7 separate regions of the Mus musculus genome follow, and regions 1, 2, 4, 5, 6 and 7 are each linked to region 3. A link is a contact called in public HiCAR-type, HiChIP or PLAC-seq and promoter capture Hi-C data. All regions are on one chromosome and are shown on one strand. The core of a region is the stretch at or near the end of the contact, and the rest is flanking DNA. Distances in the headings are between cores, read along the strand shown. Region 1 overlaps Wwox (WW domain-containing oxidoreductase). Region 2 holds the start of Mlycd (malonyl-CoA decarboxylase). Region 3 holds the start of Cenpn (centromere protein N). Region 4 holds the start of Vat1l (vesicle amine transport protein 1 like). Region 5 overlaps Mbtps1 (membrane-bound transcription factor peptidase, site 1). Region 6 holds the start of Hsbp1 (heat shock factor binding protein 1). Region 7 holds the start of Necab2 (N-terminal EF-hand calcium binding protein 2).

Evidence for each region. Promoter capture Hi-C pulls out the DNA fragments that hold promoters and counts their contacts. HiCAR-type assays count read pairs that join an accessible place to other places. HiChIP or PLAC-seq counts read pairs in DNA pulled down with a chosen protein or histone mark.
Region 1: a contact with region 3 is called in a promoter capture Hi-C map of liver, with 2.8 times the contacts expected there. The contact joins the enhancer-like site here to the promoter of Cenpn in region 3. A contact is called at or near these places in 5 of 39 promoter capture datasets (the 3T3-L1 cell line, embryonic stem cells, hippocampal neurons and 2 more) and 1 of 115 datasets of contacts at active chromatin or transcription factors (embryonic stem cells).
Region 2: a HiCAR-type map of astrocytes shows a contact between it and region 3, with 3 times the contacts expected there. The contact joins the promoter of Mlycd here to the promoter of Cenpn in region 3. A contact is called at or near these places in 3 of 39 promoter capture datasets (hippocampal neurons, liver and pre-B cells), 1 of 484 Hi-C or Micro-C datasets (B cells) and 1 of 115 datasets of contacts at active chromatin or transcription factors (astrocytes).
Region 4: a HiCAR-type map of astrocytes shows a contact between it and region 3, with 4 times the contacts expected there. The contact joins the promoter of Vat1l here to the promoter of Cenpn in region 3. A contact is called at or near these places in 2 of 39 promoter capture datasets (hippocampal neurons and liver) and 2 of 115 datasets of contacts at active chromatin or transcription factors (astrocytes and large pre-B cells).
Region 5: a contact with region 3 is called in an H3K27ac HiChIP or PLAC-seq map of embryonic stem cells, with 7 times the contacts expected there. The contact joins the enhancer-like site here to the promoter of Cenpn in region 3. A contact is called at or near these places in 2 of 39 promoter capture datasets (cranial neural crest and embryonic stem cells) and 3 of 115 datasets of contacts at active chromatin or transcription factors (astrocytes, embryonic stem cells and large pre-B cells).
Region 6: a contact with region 3 is called in a promoter capture Hi-C map of embryonic stem cells, with 4 times the contacts expected there. The contact joins the promoter of Hsbp1 here to the promoter of Cenpn in region 3. A contact is called at or near these places in 2 of 39 promoter capture datasets (embryonic stem cells and liver) and 1 of 115 datasets of contacts at active chromatin or transcription factors (astrocytes).
Region 7: a HiCAR-type map of astrocytes shows a contact between it and region 3, with 2.8 times the contacts expected there. The contact joins the promoter of Necab2 here to the promoter of Cenpn in region 3. A contact is called at or near these places in 3 of 39 promoter capture datasets (hippocampal neurons, liver and stem cell-derived epiblast-like cells) and 1 of 115 datasets of contacts at active chromatin or transcription factors (astrocytes).

What each region holds. Positions count from the first base shown.
Region 1 is chr8:114,750,387-114,753,575 of GRCm38.p6, forward strand. All of the region lies in intron 8 of Wwox (WW domain-containing oxidoreductase), which reads left to right. Among named protein-coding and RNA genes, the nearest start is that of Gm16118, 44 kb to the left of the region's middle. Within about 2 kb of position 1,540, at least 8 of the 459 cell types and tissues checked have an H3K27ac peak or open chromatin away from gene starts, as enhancers often do. A contact at or near this core is called in liver, where this site is marked.
Region 2 is chr8:119,393,527-119,396,782 of GRCm38.p6, forward strand. Mlycd (malonyl-CoA decarboxylase) reads left to right here and starts at 1,368. Exons shown (of 5, transcript NM_019966.3): 1 at 1,368-1,944. The coding sequence starts at 1,420.
Region 3 is chr8:116,920,146-116,922,993 of GRCm38.p6, forward strand. It overlaps Cenpn (centromere protein N), which reads left to right and starts at 1,595. Exons shown (of 12, transcript NM_028131.3): 1 at 1,595-1,638; 2 at 2,183-2,296. It overlaps Cmc2 (COX assembly mitochondrial protein 2), which reads right to left and starts at 1,291. Exons shown (of 4, transcript NM_026844.3): 1 at 1,206-1,291.
Region 4 is chr8:114,204,044-114,206,945 of GRCm38.p6, forward strand. Vat1l (vesicle amine transport protein 1 like) reads left to right here and starts at 1,597. Exons shown (of 9, transcript NM_173016.3): 1 at 1,597-1,899. The coding sequence starts at 1,673. It overlaps Gm30272 (a long non-coding RNA gene), which reads right to left and starts at 1,591. Exons shown (of 3, transcript XR_388052.4): 1 at 1,211-1,591; 2 at 699-796.
Region 5 is chr8:119,545,690-119,548,624 of GRCm38.p6, forward strand. It overlaps Mbtps1 (membrane-bound transcription factor peptidase, site 1), which reads right to left. Exons shown (of 23, transcript NM_001167910.1): 2 at 1,711-2,196; 3 at 295-552. The coding sequence starts at 1,873. Among named protein-coding and RNA genes, the nearest start is that of Mbtps1, 12 kb to the right of the region's middle. Within about 2 kb of position 1,537, at least 42 of the 459 cell types and tissues checked have an H3K27ac peak or open chromatin away from gene starts, as enhancers often do. A contact at or near this core is called in embryonic stem cells, where this site is marked.
Region 6 is chr8:119,343,081-119,346,203 of GRCm38.p6, forward strand. Hsbp1 (heat shock factor binding protein 1) reads left to right here and starts at 1,458. Exons shown (of 4, transcript NM_024219.1): 1 at 1,458-1,540; 2 at 1,856-1,922; 3 at 2,533-2,653. The coding sequence starts at 1,496. The coding sequence ends at 2,651.
Region 7 is chr8:119,445,335-119,448,211 of GRCm38.p6, forward strand. It overlaps Necab2 (N-terminal EF-hand calcium binding protein 2), which reads left to right and starts at 1,385. Exons shown (of 13, transcript NM_054095.2): 1 at 1,385-1,930. The coding sequence starts at 1,721. Osgin1 (oxidative stress induced growth inhibitor 1) reads left to right here. Exons shown (of 6, transcript NM_027950.2): 6 at 1-922. The coding sequence ends at 571.

The sequences.
Region 1 (3,189 bases), core at 290-2,789, 2.2 Mb before region 3:
CAGAGGGTATGCGTAGATTGCAGTGTGTGTGTGTGTGTGTGTGTGTGTGTGTGTGTGTGTGTGCACGTACACACATGCCATGGAAATGCCAACAAAGCTGCATTTGTATGTAGATATAACACCTACCCGTGAACCTTTCCCCATGCATCCTTTTAGGGCTTGAGTCTTAAAGTAAAATCCTGCAGTCTCCATGCAGAAAGGACCCAATCTTTACCCAAAGAGTTCTCCATGTCTCCTGGCCTGGTTCACGCTGAGCCAGCCAACATCTGCATTTCTGATAACAGTTTGCTTCCTTATGCTTTTTGAGGGCACTTTTAAAAAGCTCCACAGAGTAATTTGCAAGCATGTCCTTCACCATGCTGTTTCTCAGAAGTGGTGACCTGGGGGACAGGAGACCTCTGCCCGTGTGGCATGGGACAATGGATATTCTGCCACTTCGTACCCCACAATGTCACAATCCCACCTACAAAGAAGAGGTCGAAAAACTTCACTCATGTTCTTGCTCGGCATCAAATAACTTTTTAATAACCAACACTCCCTGAATATTTATCCCTGTATCAAGTGCTTTTAAGTTTTTTTAAGTTGCAAATAATAGTATTGCTGTACACTTGTAAGCAAGGAAATTAAGTTTCAGGGAGGTCTGATGGCCAGCTGGATGTCACACCATTGGTAAATGACAGACTGCCTGCCAGCACCAACACACTTCCCGGGACTGTGTTGTATCTCTCTCTCTCTCTCTCTCTCTCTCTCTCTCTCTCTCTCTCTCTCTCTCTCTCTCTCTCTCTCTCTCTCTCTTTGTGGATGGGGTGGGGAGGACCCATCTTGTTCATCCATATCCTGAATCTATCAAGAGTGCCAGGTACACAGAAGATCCATGATACGGTCTCAGTAAAGAAGGGAAGTCATAACTATACATGTGGTCAAGTTATTTCCAGAGATGGGGGCGGGTGTCTTAAGTCTGCAGGGAATGAAGCTTACGCGTGTTGGGGACCACTTTATAAAAATAGCACCTAGAAGTGCGTCTCCCTGCGTGGGAAGGGCTTCGCATTCAGCTTCATGTTTAGTAGCTCAAAGGTTGAGCTCTATAGTGCAAAACCAACCTGTAGGTGCTTTAAACAATCCCAATGAAAAGATCCGGCTTCTTCCCTTTCTCTCCAGACCTTCAAATGGGAAAGGCATTTTGGAATTCCTTTGAGTTTGCTGTCGAAGCTTAAGGGAACAATAGTCTGTGTTGACTCTTTGAAATGGATTTATCCTGAAGAGCATGACATAGTAGTTTCTGCCTTCCGGGAGAGAAGCCAGCTCCACGGGAAGAGGGGCCTCTGTGTTGAGCAATGCTCACCCCAAAAGTTTTGTCCAGTATCGGGGACTCCCTCAAGGTTTACTTTTTTGTTTAAAGTGGGTAGAATTCCTCCTCTCCCCTTTTGGGTAGTTTTTTTTTTTTAATGGTCTTTAGCAACTGAAGTAAGTGACAGTGGTCAGTGGAGGCGGACAGTAAGATTTATAATGTATTTGTGCTAGCTGATTGCCAACTGAACCGGTCTTTCCCAGCGGTGCTGTACGCAGACTTGGAAAATCAATAGGGATTAACCTCTGACCCACTGCACATACTTATACTGTGGCTGCATCGCTTACCAATATTTCATCTGTTTCACTTAGCCGCTGTTACTTATTCAATAACGTGTGGCCGATCGCACAAGATACTAATTAATTTTTTAAAATGCACCATCGCTTGAAGCTCTGATGAAATAGCCCACCTTTGGAAATTAAGGCCCTTTTTGGTTTATTTATTAAACTCACATTAATTAGCCCTAATTTAAAAAAAAGTTATGGGACAGCATTATGATATAAAGGTTTGCTTTGTTACAAAACTCGCTGTGGTTGGTTGGCACCAGGGGAGATGTCTGGCTGGAGAAGAGCAGGTGTCCCTTGACTGTGCTGGAAGATGGCTCCCGTTCAGTAAAATTTGCTGGTCCTACTTTTTGAGCATACTTTTTTTTTCCTTTCCCATTAAAGGGACAGCTATAGATAAACAGACAGTGACATGAGCCCAAGGCTTCATTACTTTAAAGAATCAACATCACTGTCAATGCATGGTGCCTGTGTGCTCACCGGTCTGCACCTGTGTGTGTTTCTGGTATGAACTGCTTTTAATTTGTCACAGCAACAAAATTTGCAGTGATATAATTTTGTAATCTTTTCCCTTTAATCTTTGGCATATGTTAAAGTATTGTGCATCTGTCTTCAAATTGAAAGTATTGTATGTTTTCTTCATTCTTCCTCTAAGACTCTTTTGTTTGCGTTTTTTTTTTGTTTTTTTTTTTGTTTTTTTTTTTTTTTTTTTTGTTTTTTTGCTAGTGTGCTTACCCCCCCAGAGTTTACTTACAGTTTGTTATTGATCCGGCAGCTGGAGTTTGAATTGGTCGATGCGCTCTGTAACTTGTTTAAGATACCCTACCTGAGCTATTAGCTTAAATAATGTATTCATAAATTGATTAATCATTACAGTAAAACTTATTAGCCGCATTTATATCTGCGTGTTACCCACAATTGACTTGTAGTCTAATCATCGCGGGTGCTTAAGCAGAGGCTGGGTCCACATTACAATTTAATAATAATCAGGCTGGGAAACAATGGTGTTTGCATGGAGACCGAGAGCGGATGCAGGCTGAGCTCCCGGGGGCAGCTTCTCACCTTCCCATCAGTCTCCTGCCGAAAACGAGCTGCAGGGAATAGACCCGAGATCCTCAGGAGCAAGTGACTGTGCTCACAATGGCCATTCTATTCTGAAAGCCGCGTTCTTGAGCGTGAAGTGAAGGAAGACTGTCTTTCACACTCCCTTTCTCCAGCAGCTCCATCATGGCGGCTCTCCGTGCATGACTCTTTTCTCCTGGCTCCACGCAGCTTGTAAACAGAGTAAGGTACGCTCTACTCAGCCATACAGTGGTGCCCACAAACACAGAGCAGTTGTTCAGGGTCTTGCTGTCATTGAATACCCCGAACCAGTGTGCAGGCTTTCCACCTGGCTCCCTCATCAGCAGGCGGCCTCTCGCCTCTATACATGGGGCTGGAGGCAATGTGTTCTATGTCTCTCTTAATTAATATACTATTTTCAAGTATGTTATTATTGTGTGTGTATGTATGTATTATGTGGTCATGCACACACCATGACACCCGTGTGGAGGTCCG
Region 2 (3,256 bases), core at 118-2,617, 2.5 Mb after region 3:
CACAGACTCGAGTTAGGATAAAGTGACTTTCCCCCTAGCTGGAAGGCACGTGGTCCATCTTAAGTTCTTATCAAAGAGCCAGGTACAGGTTGGAGCCTGGATCCGGTTGTAAGGTCCCAGACGTCATTCTTGGGATTTGGTCTATCGATAGTTTGAAGAGAAACCATGCACCAAAAAATGAACTGTGGTTTCTCTAGGACAGTCACAACAGTCTGGATCCAAGATGACTGTCATCATATCAAGCTGAATCCATACAGAGCCTACTCTACCAGTCTGATTCCTTTTTGCAGTTATTTTAATGTGACTCCCTCCCTCAGATGGTAAACTGAAGGAGAATGAGCAGGGCTATTTCAAATGCAAGCCTAGGGTGGGCCTGGAACTCACCAAACAATTGAAAATCATTTCACTGAAAGAATGAATGAATGAATGAATGAATGAGGCCCAGCAAGGAAGCTGGTAGGGAAGAGATTCTTCCTATACCCATTTCCGGCATGACCAGACGGAAGCTCTAGGATGCAGCAGGAGGCATGGGCTGGGTCTCCAGCAGTTCTGTCTGGGTGGGATTCTTGACATGAGCCAGAGAGTACCTAGGGAGGGTCTGTTGGGAGAGACCCTGTTCTACTGTCCGCGGGTCGGGACAGGGTCAAAATGTCAAGTCAGAGAATTACTCTGAGAATTACATGCTTGGTGTGTACATGTGCATATACATTTCCTTGTACACACGTGTGGGGGTGCACGTATGTACATGTGTGGTTCTGGAAGCCAGAAGACACCTCGAGTGATGGCGCTACCCGCATACTTTTTGTTTGGTTGGTTTGGAGATAGGGTCTCTGGCTGACCTAGACTTACCTTGTTATCTGGACTGGCTGGCTCTTGTCCACCTCCCTGAGCTAGGACTACAAGCGTTTTCCCATGGGTTCTGGATATGAACTCAAGTTCTCAATCACTTTATCAAATGAGCCATCCCCATTCCTAGGAGACCTAGTCCAGCATGCAACCTTAAATTTCTCAGCTCCTCACCTACGCTAGATCCGAACCCTAGCACAGGAGGCTGCGTGCATAGCACGGTCCCGGGAAGAGCTGAGATGTCAAGCTCTCAGATCAAGAGAAGCGCGTGCGTAGTGGGGAAAGGGACTGAGGCGGTGACTCTCAGAACAGGTGTAAGGATGCAAGCCAAGAGGGCGAGTCAGGTGCCCCGGGGCTACCGGGTTCCGGGGACCTTTGGCTGCACTTGGCCTCCGGCCTGAGAAAGCCACCTCGCCCCTCCCCCGCCGTTCTACCCCCCGATTGGCCAATGTCTCCGTCCGCCGTCCGGCCTCGGCCAATGGGGCCGGCGAGAAACCGGAAGCCGGAGCCGGAAGCGAGGCAGAGGCCCGCTCTCCAGTGGCGTCTCCCGCTAGCAGCTGTCGCGGAGCTGTCATGCGAGGCCTCGGGCCAGGCTTGAGGGCTCGGCGCCTGCTCCCACTGCGGTCCCCGCCGCGGCCTCCGGGGCCCCGGGGACGTCGGCTGTGCGGCGGGCTCGCGGCCAGCGCCATGGACGAGCTGCTGCGGCGAGCCGTGCCCCCGACGCCGGCCTACGAGCTGCGCGAGAAGACGCCGGCGCCCGCCGAGGGCCAGTGCGCCGACTTCGTGAGCTTCTACGGCGGCCTGGCCGAGGCGTCCCAGCGCGCCGAGCTGCTCGGCCGCCTGGCTCAGGGCTTCGGCGTGGACCACGGCCAGGTGGCCGAGCAGAGCGCCGGGGTGCTGCAGCTGCGCCAGCAGGCGCGCGAGGCGGCCGTGCTGCTGCAGGCGGAGGACCGGTTGCGCTACGCGCTCGTGCCGCGGTATCGCGGCCTCTTCCATCACATCAGCAAGCTGGACGGCGGCGTGCGCTTCTTGGTGCAGCTGCGGGCCGATCTGCTGGAGGCGCAGGCCCTCAAGCTGGTGGAGGGGCCGCACGTCCGGGTAAGGCCCCGCCCGGGCCACCGCGACCCCGGGGCCGCCGCCCCCCGCCACCGCCCCGGGGCCCTGCCCACTTCCCACTCCCCACTCCCCAGACCCTTACCCATGCCCCTGCAGCCACCTCGCCGGCCTCAGATACCACGGTGCTTACTGCGTGGTTCGTAGCACTATCCTCGGGGGTCACTGTCGGGTGTGACACCCATTGCGCTTACTCCAAAATAGCTCTAGTTTTAACTGCGCTGTTCTTGAACAAGGATGGAACACGGCTTTGGGCAAAGTTTGGGCACCTCCCACGAACGTCCATCACCCTAACAGGTTACACGAAATGCACAAACATGGCCAAAAGTCAAGGTCACCACCGCCTGGGTCTCTAAAGCCTCCAGTCCTCTTTCTGCAATCTGACTTTGGACAAGAGATTTGATTCCAAACCCCCAGCCCCAGACGCAGTGATCCTAAGTTGACTTTTTAGTACCTGTGCTAGTCAGCAGCTTACCCAGCGATATCATGTAGCGTACAGATAACGGAGGTGTATATAGCTGAGACCCAAAGGATTGTCTAGCATAGCTGCCAGCCATTAATATTCAATAAAGAGGAGCATTGACCCTGAGTTCATACACAATGATATCACCATTTCAGAAGTCCCCAGTGTTCAAAGCCTCATCTGCTTTTTTCCTGACCTGCTTGAAACAGGCATGGCCATTTTTACTTCCATTCTGTCCTTTCGGTTGACACCTATCTCCTTTAGAGTGAAGGACATGACACGCTGAGGTGATGAGCTGTCCAAGACTTCAGATATACATCCCCTGATCCAGGCTCCTTTGCACTGCTATGTGCAGGTTTACAGACTTCTCATTTTGATTGCTTAACCCTTGGTGTAGTTAAGGGATTAATATGAGTCAGGGTCTCTCACTGAGACTTGAGACTCACCAGTTAGATTAGGTAAACTGCTCAGTAAGCCCCAGAAATATTCCTGTCCCATCTTCCCAATGCCAGCAAACAAAGTGTGTCACTAAATATAGTGGCCTTTCTTTTAAAGATTATATATACCAGTGTTCTGCTTGCCTGTATACAGATGCATGCAGTGCCTACCTAGGCCAGAAAAGTGTATCATATCCTCTGGAACTGGAATTACAGCCGGTTGAAAGCTGCCCTGTGGATGCTGGGACCCAAACCCAGTTCCTCTGCAAGACCAGTCAGTGCTCTTACTTTGAACAGTATCTCTGGCAACCTCCCACCCCACCCCCACCACTTTTAAATCACTAGTACCAGGGATCAAATTCAGGAAAGCTCCTAATTGACTGAGTTATTTCTTCAG
Region 3 (2,848 bases), core at 345-2,844:
AAGGAGAAAACTAACTCCAGTGAGCATCTTCTGACAGGCAGGCGTGCACGCACACACACGCACACACACACACACACACACACACACACATGATCATTTCTCAACTATCACCTTAAAACTGCTTCTCAAAAGAATAGGCCTCTGCCGGGCGTGGTGGCGCACGCCTTTGATCCCAGCACTTGGGAGGCAGAGGCAGGCGGATTTCTGAGTTCAAGGCCAGCCTGGTCTACAAAGCGAGTTCCAGGACAGCCAGGGCTACACAGAAAAACCCTGTCTCGAAAAACCAAAAAAAAAAAAAAAAAAAAAAAGAATAGGCCTCCTCTGCATCATTCTGGAACAATCTCCTACTAGTGCCAGGTAGGCAGGTAAGTAGTCTGCTAAGACCAGGGAAATTTTAGAGGAAAAAAGAAATAAATGTCTGCTGAATGTTGACATTTAACACTGAAAATGGAGAGGCGTATTTTCACTTCGATCAACCAAATACCAAGGCCTGGATGTACAAGACAGAAAAGATGTCAAGAGAATCCCTTTGCCAAGGCAAAGTTGCATACATTTAAAGTGGGTTTTGTTACTAACACAGGGTCTAGTGTAGCCTCAAATTCCTTATGTTGCTGAGGGTGACCTTGAATTCCTGATTCTTGCCTCCACCACCTCCCCAGAGCTGAGATTGAAGCAAACCATCCTACCCTCCTTGCCTGGGGTTTTGTTTGATTTCGAGAAGTTTTAACAGAGGCTTCTAATACATCTATTGTGAAAACACTCACAGTCGTCCTCGAAGCCTATCTAACGGACCCTAAACATTACTTTCCTTGTCAAGTGTACCGTGGGGGATCTTTACAGATACCCACATCACCAGCCAGTCCAGTGACTTTTCAGTAAAGAAACTTTTGACGGCAGCTCCCTAGATTAGTTATCAGCCAGAACAGTTAGCTCAATGCGCCCTCAGTGTCACGCATCTCCAAAGTTTTGCAGCAGGGTACGCGCACTCGACCAGGCGCGCGCCCAAGGTCGCAATGCCAGCGAGCGGCGGGCAGATCTCAGCAGTGTGACAGCTCATGCCCGCGGCTCACCAAGAAGAGTGTTCCTAGTAAAGGTCCAAGGGCAGGGACATGGGTGAACCTAGCGCGGCGTGGGAAGCTAAAGAGCCGCGTCCTTCCGCCACAGGCAGCCAGATGCCCGGAGGCTGAAGGACACCCGACACTCACCGTCACTCAGCCCCTACAAGAAGCACAGAAAGAGAAGTCACCGACACGGAGCCCGCAGCTCCCTTAGGACTTGCAAGCACCGACGCTCCGCGCATGCGTCATCCTGCATGCATCGCTCCGCCTGGACCGGTCCACTGTCCCATGCTGAGGGGGATCTAGGGCCATCCCACCGGGGCTCGGCGGGGACAGCACACAGAGATGACTGCCAGGTGGAATTCGAGACGGAGAACAATTATATTTACATGATCCTGTCTCTGAGTACAGCGACTCTGGGGATCTAAAGCGTTTTCCATCAGGCGCCCACAGCCGCGTCCCCCCGTGCAGCCGAAGCAGTGCGGAGGGCTTGCCAGGTGGGCGGGGCCCGAGCGGCCATTGGCGGCTTCAAAAGCACCTCGGCGGGAACCGCTGCAGAGACGGCGGGCGATGTGGACTGGTAAGGCAGCCTCAGCGACACCGAATTGGACTCGGAGGCGGCGGGAGGACTACAGGAGCCAGGCCTCAGACATCTACGGGGGCCTTGCCACGGCGCAGTTCCGCCACGGGATCTTAGCCTAGGAGTGACACTAGTGGAGGCCGGGTCCGGGCCAAGAGGGCCGGGATGAGCGTCCATGGCGTCATATCCGCCCGGAGTGGGGCGGGGTTTTATGTCCCTTGGCGTTTATGCCATGGAGGCTCCGGGCTGCCCGCTCAAGAGCTGCTTTACTTTGATCCTTAGGTTCCGTCGAGCCTAGGTGTCAGCTCTCTAATTCCTAGCCTCGCCTCAGTTTTTGTCCATGCCTCCTGTTGCTATACTCCTTGTGCTCCATGCGGGTCTACCGGATCGTTATTGTCACGTGTACATTCAACAGCCTTGTCTTAGCTGCTACCATGAATAAAGCGCTAGAAAATAGAAATTGAAATAGTAACAGGGCAGAAAGTTCACTCAAAGACTTGCTAACTTTGTTGATGTGTTACGCCCTTTCTGTCATTTCTTTTAGGAAGGGCATGGTGCAGATAGATCACTCAGAATTAAGAATCTTCGGAAGTGCTAAGGATTGGGCACCCCACCCCGAAGGCCCTGATCTCCGAAGTTTATAGCCGCATCTGGCCTGGTCAGTACTGGGATAGGAGAAATGCCTGCTTTGCATACACTCTCCTCTAATTTACCTCACTGAGGATCAGGAAAACGCTCTCAGATGTTGTCACGAACAAGGTGTTGGTTTAATAGTTGACAGACAGTGGAACTATATCCTTCCCTTGTGCATACCGCTTAGGGTGGGTATCCAGTCACTCTTCCATCAGTCATTAGTCAAGTGCATATGAGATTGTTCTTGGGTGACCAGACTCGCTGTGTGATTTGGCTCATGGTGACTGAAATTGCTAGGATCAGAACCCCCCAGCCCTGGCAGCCCTAACAAGCTAGGCTCCATAGGCCACTTAAAAGGACAAGTCTTTTGTTTGTTTGTTTGTTTGTTTGTTTTGTTTTTTCGAGACAGGGTTTCTCTTTATAGCCCTGTCTGTCCTGGTACTCACTTTGTAGACCAGGCTGGCCTTGAACTCAGAAATCCGCCTGCTTCTGCCTCCCAAGTACTGGGATTAGAGATGTGCGCCACCACCGCCTGGCTAAAAAAGACAAGTCTTAAATGAGAGGCAGAAAAGAGACA
Region 4 (2,902 bases), core at 347-2,846, 2.7 Mb before region 3:
AAGTGATACTCTGGATGAATCTGGATTTTGGAATTAACCCTAATAACGGTGGTGTGCTGAGCATCCAAAGTCAAGGGCACAGCAACTGCAGAGTTCTGAGTTAATTTGGAGGACAGAATGATTTTTTTCCAGGTGAACCAAAGTTTTAAAACAGAGGCACAGGAGTAATAGGAGGAGGAGAGACTGATTGTCCTGGGCTCAATTTGCCATACTCCTGAGATCACTGTGTCCTGATAGCCTCTCTCACTGGGACCGAGATCTTCACCATCTCTGAGAGCTCAAGGATGGGAGCTGCCTAAACTGACACAGGCACCTGAGCTGAGAAATTGGATCTCTTACACCGCACAAGGCAACTCCTATCTCGCCTTTTAAGATAGCACAAATGACCTTTTTTTAAGAATCAGAATTTATTATGTGATGGATATGATTGGATTGCATCTGTAGTTTTGTTATTTTTTTATTTTATTTTTGGAGAAAGGGTCTCACTATGTAGAGCTGGCCACCCTGGAACTCACTATGTAGACCAGTCTATCCTCAGATTCATGAGAAATTCATCTGCCTCCTGGTTGCTGGAATTCTGAAATTAAAGGCGTTGCGCGCACGCGCGTACACACACACATACACACACATACACACGCACGCACGCGCCCAGCAATTTTAAATTCTTGTTTAGGTTTTTTAAGACAGGGTCGCCCTACCTCAGCTTCCATACTACAGATGTGTCACCAAACACTGCTGGGGAAAGTACTCGTTTTTTTTGTTGTTGTTGTTGTTGTTGTTGTTGTTTTTCTGTAACCTTGCAAAACAAAAGGCAGGTGTGGGGAGGGGAGGGGGGAGGGAGGAGGGAGGGGGGAGAAAGGGAGAGAGAGAAAGAGGGAGAGAGAGAGAGAGAGAGGAGAGAGAGAGAGAATTTGGTCCTCTGGAGGTCCTAGCAGGAAACAGGCTTGTTCTGGGAGCCTCTTTCCTAGAAAAAAAAGCATGGGTACTGAGAACTAACTGTCATAAGGAAGCCACAGAAGTCCAGAAACAGCATCCCTAGTGACAGGGGTGGGGGTGGGGGGTGGCGTCCAGATGGAAAAGACTGGACCTGGCTCTTTGGAGCCTTACTTGGGATGTATCTTTAACTTCCCGCACCTCCCTGCCGCTCCACTCAGAACCAGCAGATGGGAAACAGCCCAATTTCCCAGCTATCCCTCCCATCCCTGCCTACCCGCGGGAGAAGAGGCAACCTTGTCTCTCGCAGCATCCTCCAGGCCCAGACATTCGTCTCTGTCCATTTCAAGGCGCCAGAGTCTGTGCCGTATATACCCAAGTATTTGCCCATTGTAGGGGTTGGAGTAGCCATCCGGCCTCTTCTTCTGTGTTTGTATTCAAGAGTCTTGGGGAAATCTGTTTTTAGTGTTGAGACAAATAGCCTGACTTAGTACTAGCACAAAAGGTGGACTTGAGATTTGTTTTGGAGTAAGTAGGAGGAAATGTGAGGGAGGGGGTGGGGCGCTAGGGCGCGGCTCCTCTAAGGATTACGGCGGAGGCGGTGGACCGCGGCTCCGCTCACAGAGGTTGCAGCCATTGCACTGAAGAGCATCCCACATTCAACAGGAGGAACCCGCGGGAGAGCAGACCCGACCCCTTCACAACCGCAGCCTGTGCGCCCCGCGGCCCCTCGAGCGCCATGGCTAAGGAAGGCGTAGAGAAAGCGGAGGAGACCGAACAAATGATTGAGAAGGAGACCAGCAAGGAACCTGCTGAGGGCGGCGACGGCTCCCACCGCCTCGGGGATGCCCAGGAGATGCGCGCTGTGGTGCTGGCCGGCTTCGGCGGACTCAACAAGCTGAGGCTCTCTAGAAAGGCCATGCCGGAGCCACAGGACGGCGAGCTCAAGATCCGCGTCAAAGCCTGGTCCAGTATCCACGACTTTTTGGTTTTTCTCTCTTTCCGCGCTGGGCGCACCGGCAGTGGGTGGGAGAGCCTAGATTGGGGATGCTGCCCCAGGTACCCAGCACCCACAGTCAGCGAGCACCCTCTCTGCATTCACACTTGGCTCTCAGAACCTCCCGGGTAGCCCAAGCCACTGGAGCCTGGGGAGGATGCTCAGAGGTGGTCCTTCTCCCCACACCAGATGTAGGGTGACAGGAAGGATAGTGGTGCCTAGGACTTGAGGTCTGGAAAATTGCCTTGTGCCCCTCTTGTAGGACAACTCAGCTCCTAACACTGGGAGGGACGTAAGGGTGGGACTTGATCGTTAGCATGGTTAAAAAAAATAACAATCGCCGTGTATATACACGTAGTTCCTGGTGCTAGTTTGTTTTCTTTCTTTCTTTCTTTCTTTCTTTCTTTCTTTCTTTCTTTCTTTCTTTCTTTCTTTCTGGAGTTTTACATATACGATCCCGTTTAATACTTCCTGAGACCCAGTAAGTCAGGTGCCCAGCTTTAGAGGTGAGAAAAACAGTGGATGGGGGAAAATAAATGATCTGCCAAGATCGCTGAGCTGCCAGTAAGTGGTGTGGCTGCCACTTGACACTTGATCTCCCTTTTCACCTCTCTGCGTCCAAATGGGGCTGAAGGCAGGGTGCATGCCCTTGTGTATCTCCTTCCCAGTACTTACTGTGAGAGAAGGAACTGAGAATCAAGAGGGTTAAATCCTCGGCCTCTAAGCTGGGTGAAAGGTGAGACCAGGGATGCAGCCTTCTCTCCCCCACTGCATCTTCTGCTTTCCTCCTGGCTGGGAAAGCCCCATCCTATTCCTTAGGAACGAACTCCTGTGGTGGCCGCAGAAGGAGCCCACACTCTAAGAGGTCCGCTATTCTCCTGGGGAAACTTGCCAGTGCCTAGAACAGCAGAGATTTCCCCAGTAGTGTGTAAGTGAGAAAGCTTGTCTCTGCCTGGGGAGGCACTGCACTCC
Region 5 (2,935 bases), core at 287-2,786, 2.6 Mb after region 3:
CTCAAAACTGCTGTCCACCAGACATGGCAGTGCATGCTTGCAATCCCAGCACTTGGGAGGTAGAGGAAGGAGCACATTGGAGGCCAGGAGTTCAAGGCCAACCAGTCTTAGCTTCAGAGTGAATCTGAAGGCCAAGCTAGAGCAAACCCAGTCTCAGAAAACAAAACACAGAAACTGCCTGTCAAGACAACATTCTCCACTAGAGAGCTGTGAAAAAGGCCTCAGGTGTTCCCAAGTCCCTCTTAGCGGCTCTGTAGTGAAAGGCAAGCAGTGGCTTGTGCTGGCCATACTCACATTCAGCAAACTTGAGGGAACGAAAGACTTTCCGCTGGGGTGTCACCCGCTTGATGTTGGGGTGATCTTCAAGTGTGAGCAGCCCCGCCTTCTGCTTCTCTTTTATCTGAATCACCTCAAAATCACTAGGGTAGTCACTGGATGGGTTGTTCCGAGGTATTATTCTCCAGTTTTCCACTTCACTGCTTTTCAGAGCACTTGAAATAAATGAGTTTCTAGCTTTGGCTGTGAAGTATCCGTTGAAAGCCACAATATATTCTGAAATCAATGCCCACAGTAAAAGTAAGTACTTATATACATAACAGAGTATACCTACTCTGAACCTCCATTGAGAAAAGAACAATGCACCCCAGAGCTCATGGCAAAGTAAGAGCAAGAAGAGAGATGAGTATGAACGACCACAGGTGGCAACATGCAGAGATTCACACGAATCTCAAATCACACAAAATATGCACTTCAAAGGCAGAGACCTGTGCTTTTGTTGTTGTTTTTTGTTTGCTTTTGAGTAAGTGTAGGTCTGGTGAGATGGTTTAGTAATTAAGATCATGGACTGTTTTTGCAGGGAACCTGATTTCAGTTTCCAGCACCCATGTCAGGCAGTTCACAGTCACCAATAACTCTATAATCAAAACATATTTTAGAGAGCCGGGCGTGGTGGCGCACACCTTTAATCCCAGCACTCGGGAGGCAGAGGCAGGCAGATTTCTGAGTTCGAGGCCAGCCTGGTCTACAAAGTGAGTTCCAGGACAGCCAGGGCTGCACAGAGAAACCCTGTCTCGGAAAAAAACAAAAACAAAAACAAAAACATATTTTAGAAAACATAAACGGGGGGGGGGGTGGGGGTTGGAGAGATGGCGCAGGGGTTAAGAGTGCCTGCTGCTCGGGAGAAGACCCACAGAGCAGCTTAGCACCACCTACACTCTAGTTCCTCAGGATTCAAACCCTCTCTGCAAGTGCCAAGCACTCATGTGGGTCACACGAGTGGCAAAACATGCAAGACATTTGTAAACTGAAAGAATAAATAAAGTAAAATAAGATAAACCCTCCACATTTACTAAAACTGACTCCAGTAAAGAAATGACGTTTCCCAATAGGGAAAGGAACTCAGAGAACTAAGGCTGTTTATTCTACAGAAGTGAAGACAAAGCTCCGGTCAGGTCCAGGTCGCAGACTTCCTGCTCTGCCCTTCTGCCTGAGGCGTGCGTGACCTCCAAAGTGTCAGCTGAGCGCCTGCATCCGCCCCTCCCAGCTACAGTGCTGCTGGCAGTTCTAGTCCAGGGCAAACACCTTCAGCAAAGGTTAGCGTCTACATGATGTGTACATTTGAAATGAACCACGGAGGTGAACGGAAGCCAGTATTTATATTAGTTTGAAAACAGTGAGATGGGAGGCCCAACACTGAAGACAAGTCATTACCGTACTCCACCACAGTTGAAGAGAATTCCACCTTCAAAGTCAGGTGGGAGCAGCTGGGGCACGGGGCCTTTTCCAAAGCTCTCGTCCCCAGCCTGTCGCCCAGGTGCCGTTTCCCACAGAGCAAAACCACCAGCACAAGAAGCCAGGTGCTGACGAGCTTCATGGTCCTCAGTGAATATGGTCAGAAAATTGCATAAATTCAAATCGCACGAGGCTCTTCCTTGATCAGAAGTGGGTTTCTGTTCTGGCTAAAAGCTGCAGCCTTACTGATCAGCCATCCTACAGACTTGTCCAACATAAAGAAAACCTCAGTCCCATGGTCACCCACGGTTTGGCCCAAAGAGAGGCTTTCATTTCTTTCTCCGCTTCTTCTCCATCTTGGACAGGGGCTTCTCTCATTGAGGCCGAGTCCACTGAGTCCTAAACTCCATTTGCGCCACAGACCCAAATCTAGCAGGATGCCCAATCCACCGCTCTGTAGCGGACCTGAAACAAAAACAGCACACAGGGACATCAGTAGCATCCTGACCCAGCCAGCTATGACAGTTTCAGCTGCATTTAAATGGAAGGATCAGACACCGCAGTACAGACAGACAACTCTGTATATTTAAATGGAAGGATCAGACCACAGTACAGACAGACAGACAGACAACTCTGTGTACATTTCCTTACTCCTCACTGCTTTCAGGGAAACATCCCTACAGCTGTTAGGAGTGAAGGGAAAAACTAGGAGAGAAGTGAAGAGACTAAAGATGGACGAGAGCTAGAAAGGAAGAGCAAAAGCCAGATGTCATGTCCCACCCTTCACGCCTTCCCCAGACTGTGTCCCCTGTCATCTGCAGCTCTCTATCTCCCAGGGTATCTCTAATCAGCATCCACAATTATTCAATGGAAAGTGTAGTCTACAGGTCTTTACTTTCTGCTGTAAATGATACCTAAGGAAAACCGATTTTAATAGGTTCTGTAAGAGATACTACTTTCTGCCAATTTTATAAAAACAGCACAGATATTTTCTGCAGCCATTACATGTATTTTACCTGAAGCATCAAACTTAAACTGTTTAATCTGTTATAAAATCAGATTAGCTTTTTACTGAAAGTGGAACAGAGGTCAGTTTGTGAGGCAAGCTATATCTAAAGAAAGTGTTGAGTGTAAGATTTCTCTCTCTCTCAAAGTAACTAAAGTAGAAAGGAACGGCTGCTCTTCACAAGAGTGGCAGTGGGGG
Region 6 (3,123 bases), core at 208-2,707, 2.4 Mb after region 3:
CACTCAACAGAAAGCAGAATTTTGAAAACTTTCCCAGATGCTGCTGAAGAAGAACACACGGTAAGTAAATAACTTAGGGAAGGTCACAGACCTGGTCCCTTTTGAAGCTGGGCCTCAGCCTGGGTCTGGTGGACGCTGGAGTTCCCTGTTTCTCTCCTTTACTAAACTGTCTCCTGGCCTGTAGCCATCCATGTGCCTGTACAATTCACTGTAACGTAGGAACATGGAGAACTCTGGCCGGTGTTGGCTCTGCAGAGGGGATCAGCCACTCCTCCTGCCCTGTCTAGAGTCTTCCTTAAGCTGCCCAACTCCCTATAACAGCCCCAAGGTAGGGTGGAACAATCGGACCTTATATCCTAACGCCGCGTACCTTCACTGGTTTGCTAGACTCAGAGACACCCCCACTCCAGTCCATAAATGTAAAGAATTGGATCTGTCTTAGTTAGGACATCTATTGCTGTGAAGAGACACCATACCCACAACAACTCTCATAAAAGAAAATATTTAACTGGGGCTGGCTTACAGTTCAGAGGACTAGTCCACTATCATCATGACAGGAAGCATGGCATGTGCAGGCAGACATGGTGCTGGAAGAGGAGCTGAGAGTTCTACATCTGGATCCACACACAGCAGGACACTGGCCAGGCTTGAACTTCTGAAACCCCAAAGTCCGCCTCCTAGTGACACACCTCCTCCAACAAGGTCACACCTACTCCAACAAGGCCAAACCTCCTAATAGGGCCAGTCCCTATGGGCCTATGGGGCCATTTGTATTCAAATGACCACGATATTCTATCCCAGCCTCCTCCACTGCCTGCACTGTGTTTTGTCTGTGTGAGGTTGTTGGGTCTCCTAGATTTGGAGTTGTGAGCTACCCTGTGGGTGCTGGGAATAGAACCCGGGTCCTCTGGAAGAGCAGTGAGTGCTCTTAACCGCTGAGCCATCTCTCCAGCCCCCTAATGTTTTTTAGTAGTAACAGAACACTTTCTTATTTTGTGTGTATGTTTATGTGTGTATGCATGCATGTCACAGCAGTGCACACACAATTTGTGGGAATCGAGTTTCTGCTTCCAACATGTGGATCACAGAGATTGAACTCACAGTGTCAGACTTTGAAGCAAGCTCGTCACCGGCTTCGCCTTGCAAGGCCTGAGTGCCTAACTACATCCATGGAAGAAGCCAACGCTAATCCCCACAATTTTGGTCCATTTCCGGCGTTTTCTCCTCCTCTTCCTCTCGGTTCAGCCTTCAGGGTGGAACTGGGCGGAAGATGAAGGCGGAGCTAAGAACTGGGGGGCGTAGCTTATCCGCAGGCAGGACAATCTGAAGCCTCCTAGGACCTTCCGGTGCGTGGCAGAAACTACAACACCCACAATGCCTCGCGGTCCCGTGACCGTGTAGTCGCGAGAACTGTCGGCTTGTGGGCGTCTGCGCCGAGAAACCGAAGTGTAGGTGACGGTTCCGAGACATCGCCGCCAAGCTGGGCACCGGGGAGATGGCCGAGACGGACCCCAAGACCATGCAGGACATCACCTTGGTGGTAAGCGGCAGCCTCATATGGGCCTGGACACCCCGGGGCCGCTCTCGGCCCTGGCGTGGGGTGTGGCCAGCGGCCTCGGCCCGCGCACCTGCGGGGCTCGCCCTCCGGTCGGCCCCGACCCGGACCCTCCGGACCTGACCCGCAGGGACACCGATCCGAGCTGGCAGGCCCTTGCTGAAGGCCTCACACTCCAGCCGGGAACCACCACCACCCCACCCCCCCTTCATGCCTGCGTCCTCGGCTCCCCAACGCCGGTCCCAGGAAGGGGGTCTCGGCATAGGTTGGGATCGGCTGACTTGTCCTGGTTTCTCTTAGGTGGAGACGCTCTTGCAGCAGATGCAAGACAAGTTTCAGATCATGTCAGACCAGATCATCGGAAGGAATATCCTTTTGATTTGGAGGCAGTTTCTTAACTGTGGGGGTGAGCGGGGTGGTTTACAAACAGATTTCAGTTAGTCATTTAGAAATTGCCTTTTTTTTTACAAAGGGTTTATTATTTTTAATTATATGTATAAGGGGGTACTGGGAGTGACTGAGACCAGAGGCGTTGGATCCCCTGGAGCTGGAGTAACAGGCGGTTGTGAACTGCCCAGTACACTCGTGCCCTCTGCAGGAGCCTCGCGTGCTCTTAACGGCCGAGCCTTTTCCCCGTCCCCACTTAGAAGTGTCTTTCCTGATCTTGGCTATATTGTGTTCCCGTGGAGGACTGTGCCAAGAGCCAGAGACACAGCGAGACCTACCCCAAGCCCTTGTTGGTGCCCCTCCAGAACACCAGTAAAGGGGTTTGCATGGTAACCGTTGTCTGGGAGTACTTCTAGAGTTGGAGGTGTAGGGAAGAAAACTCACCCCAGTCCCCCCGAACCCCGACCGCCAGGCTGTCACTGTAGCCAGATGAAACTGGGGAAGCAGCTGTTTAAACCAGTGGGCGGGGGCCTGGGGGGGAGAGGCCGAGGTGAGGTGATGCTGCCGTGCGGGCTCTTTAACTGTGCCACTAGATGACATGAGCAGTCGGATTGACGACCTGGAGAAGAATATCGCTGACCTCATGACCCAGGCTGGAGTAGAAGAACTGGACCCTGAAAACAAGATTCCTACTGCCCAGAAGAGTTGAAGGTGAGGGGGGGGGGTTACCTCAGCGTAAAACGCCCGTCAGTGCGACGGGGTGGGGGGGTGTCGTTGATCGGTTATCAGGAGACCTCTCTCCTCCCCACCGGTGAACTCCCAAGTTTTTGAAATACCACCCGAAGTGAGATCTGACGCCCTCTTCTGGTGAGTCTGTAGACAGCTACAGTGTACTTATCTATAATAATAAATCTTCAGGCCGACCTGAGCGAGCACAGGTCCTAAATTCAATTCCCAACAACCACGTGAAGGCTCACAACCATCTGTACAGCTACAGCGTACTCATATACGTAAAATAAATAAATCTTTAAAAAGAAAAGAAATGTTCCATGCCAAACTAGTTCCTTGGGTAGATTTCACATTTCCGAGTTGTATTACTTCAAACTTACTGTATCAGTGCCAGGCATGTGCCAATCTTTTTCCTCATAGCACGATGTCAGCTATGAAATTCCCACCTAATC
Region 7 (2,877 bases), core at 135-2,634, 2.5 Mb after region 3:
GCTGATTGTGGGAGCAGGGCTATCTGCAGCCGATGCTGTCCTCTTTGCCCGTCACTACAACATCCAGGTGATCCATGCTTTCCGCCGGTCCGTGCATGACCCCGGCCTGGTATTCAACCAGCTGCCCAAGATGCTATACCCTGAGTACCACAAAGTGCAGCAGATGATGCGCGATCAGTCCATCTTGTCTCCTAGCCCCTATGAGGGCTACCGCAGCCTCCCTGAGCACCAGCCACTGCTCTTCAAAGAGGACCACCAAGCAGTGTTCCAGGACCCACAGGGGGGCCAGCAGCTCTTTGGGGTCTCCATGGTGCTGGTCCTCATTGGCTCCCACCCCGACCTCTCCTACCTCCCCAGGGCAGGTGCTGACTTGGTCATAGACCCAGATCAGCCACTGAGTCCCAAGAGGAACCCCATTGACGTGGACCCCTTCACCCATGAGAGCACTCACCAGGAGGGCCTGTATGCCCTGGGGCCGTTGGCTGGGGACAACTTTGTGAGATTTGTCCAGGGCGGGGCCCTGGCTGCTGCCAGCTCCCTGCTGAAGAAGGAGACCAGGAAGCCACCTTAACATTAGCCTGGCACCCTGACACCCAGGCCCTGAAGAGGAAGAGGGCTTATCACAGCCCAGCGGGACGTGAGCCCATCTAAAGATTTCCCATTTGGGAACCAGTCTCCCCAGCAGAAGGGGAAGACTTGAGCCATGTGGATGGACTATCTGCCCCAGAGGCATGGGGAACACAGGCTGCCCTACCCTCAGGCGAGATGAGGCCCCAGGTGGGAGCAGTAGCCATAGACCAGGGGGCCCCCTTGAAACTGTCAGTGTGTGCTGGAGTCACAGGGCCAGCTGAGTGTCCAACTTGGAGGGCCCCAGGCCCAACTTTTCACCATCAGATCTGTAATAAAACCAGCTGTGCCTCCACTGTGCCTGAGGAGTCTGTGCTTGGGAAGTGGCTAGGCAAATAGACCGCGCACTGGGCCCCTGGGTAAAGCCCGCAGCTCCAGGAGAACAAGCGATAGGGCCCCAGAGTGGAGCATCCATAGGCACAGGGCTAGACTCTATGGAGTCTGGGTCAGGAATGAGGCTTCCAGAAGCCTGATGCAGCCCTGTCCACTCTGTCCCCTGGTCTGCCCATTTGAGTCTCACCTCCCGCCTCAGGGCCTTTGAGCAGGCTGGTGTCCAGTCCCGGGACCCCTATTCAGGTGTCTTGAGTCTGAGTCACTTGCACAAGTCTGCGTCTTGCTCTACCTTCTGGGCAACTAGCGCCCGCGGGTGGAGGAGGGGAGGAAGGGACTCGGGGAGAATCATCCGGCAGAGGGCGCTCGGGGCTCACCGGACACCAGTACCAAGGGGGGAGGGGACCGGGGGTCAGCGAGACCCTGGCGGGGACGGGGGCACAATCCCGGGGCCCCCACCCTCCTCCACACCCGCCCTAAGTTCTGCGTGAACGAAGCCATCCCCCTCGGGGGCCGTGCCAGGGTCCGGTCGCTGGGCCCCGCGTCCCCGCGGGCAGTCCCCTGCCTCCGCTCTTGGCCGGCGGGGTGGGGGTGGCGGGCGCGGAGCACGTGGCTCGGGGTCCGGGTAGCCCCCCCACCCCCGGCACTGGCGGTCCCCGCGGTGTCCGGGCCGCGGGGCCGGCGGCGGGAGCGGCGTGCGCGGGCGGGCGGGCGCGGGCAGGGGGCGCGCGGGGGCGCGGCCGGGCGGGGGTCGGCGGGCGAGATGTGCGAGCGGGCGGCGCGCCTGTGCAGGGCCGGCGCGCACAGGCTGCTCCGGGAGCCGCCGCCGCAGGGCCGCGCGCTGGGCGGGCTGCTGCGCTGGGTGGGCGCCAGGATGGGGGAACCCCGTGCACCGCTCGTCCCCGACATCCCCTCCGCGGACCCCGGCCCCGGGCCCGCCGCATCGCGAGGGGGCACAGCCGTCATCCTGGACGTGAGTACGCGCGGGACCCTCCGCCCAGCGCGGCTGGGTGCCAGTCCACACCCGGGACCTAAGGACCCTCTCCACCATTCGCTCCCTGCCTGTTCCCGCATCCCCGCATCCTATTGCTGAGACCCTCCTTGGCGCGGGGACCCCGAGCGCAAGCCCCAACTCTCACTGCCGCTGAGACGCCTGTCCCCCAACCCAGACCTCAAGATCCTCTCCATTCCTCCCTCCACTTTATCTCATCTCCACATCCCATAGCTGGGACCTCTTCTTCCCGCAGGGACACCCCCGTCCAAGACCCCAACTCCACCCGGACCGTATTACCCTCACTTCCATCCTCTTCTTCCGCTTCCTTGCATCCCCATATCTCATAGCCTGGGACCCTCCTCCGCGTGGGGATCTCCAGAGCGAGCCCTCCCACCACCCCATCGCGGCTGAGGCTTGGGTCCGCACCCACCGAGGACCCTCTCCTCAGTCGCCCCCCTCCACGTTCCCGCTTCCACTAATTACATAGCACGGACCCACGCTACTCCCCTTCCATCGTGGCTGGGGCACCGGTCCCCACTGGAACCGCACGACCCTCTACATCTCCTCCTTCACATTCCCGCATCCCCGCATCCGATAGCCCAGTCCCCGAGAACTGCTGTAAGTCTGGCCGCTATTCCCCTCTTCAGGTCCTAACCAAACCATCACTTGAGTCCCTACGATAGGGACAAGAACTGGGCACTGCTAGCCCCCTCCTCTCTATCCTGGATTCTTCCCTGCACTTCCCCACACACAGCCCGGAACCACCACTGTTCTCTTCTCTGCGGATGTAGATGAGCCCCCGTGCTGTGCCGCTTTGCGAGTGAAGCCCCTTCCCCAGCTCCTCTCTTTCCATAGAATCAGAATCATTGCCTGGACCTAGGCGTCCTCACCCCCCCCCCCAGCTCCACCCTGAGCAACTGTCCTCC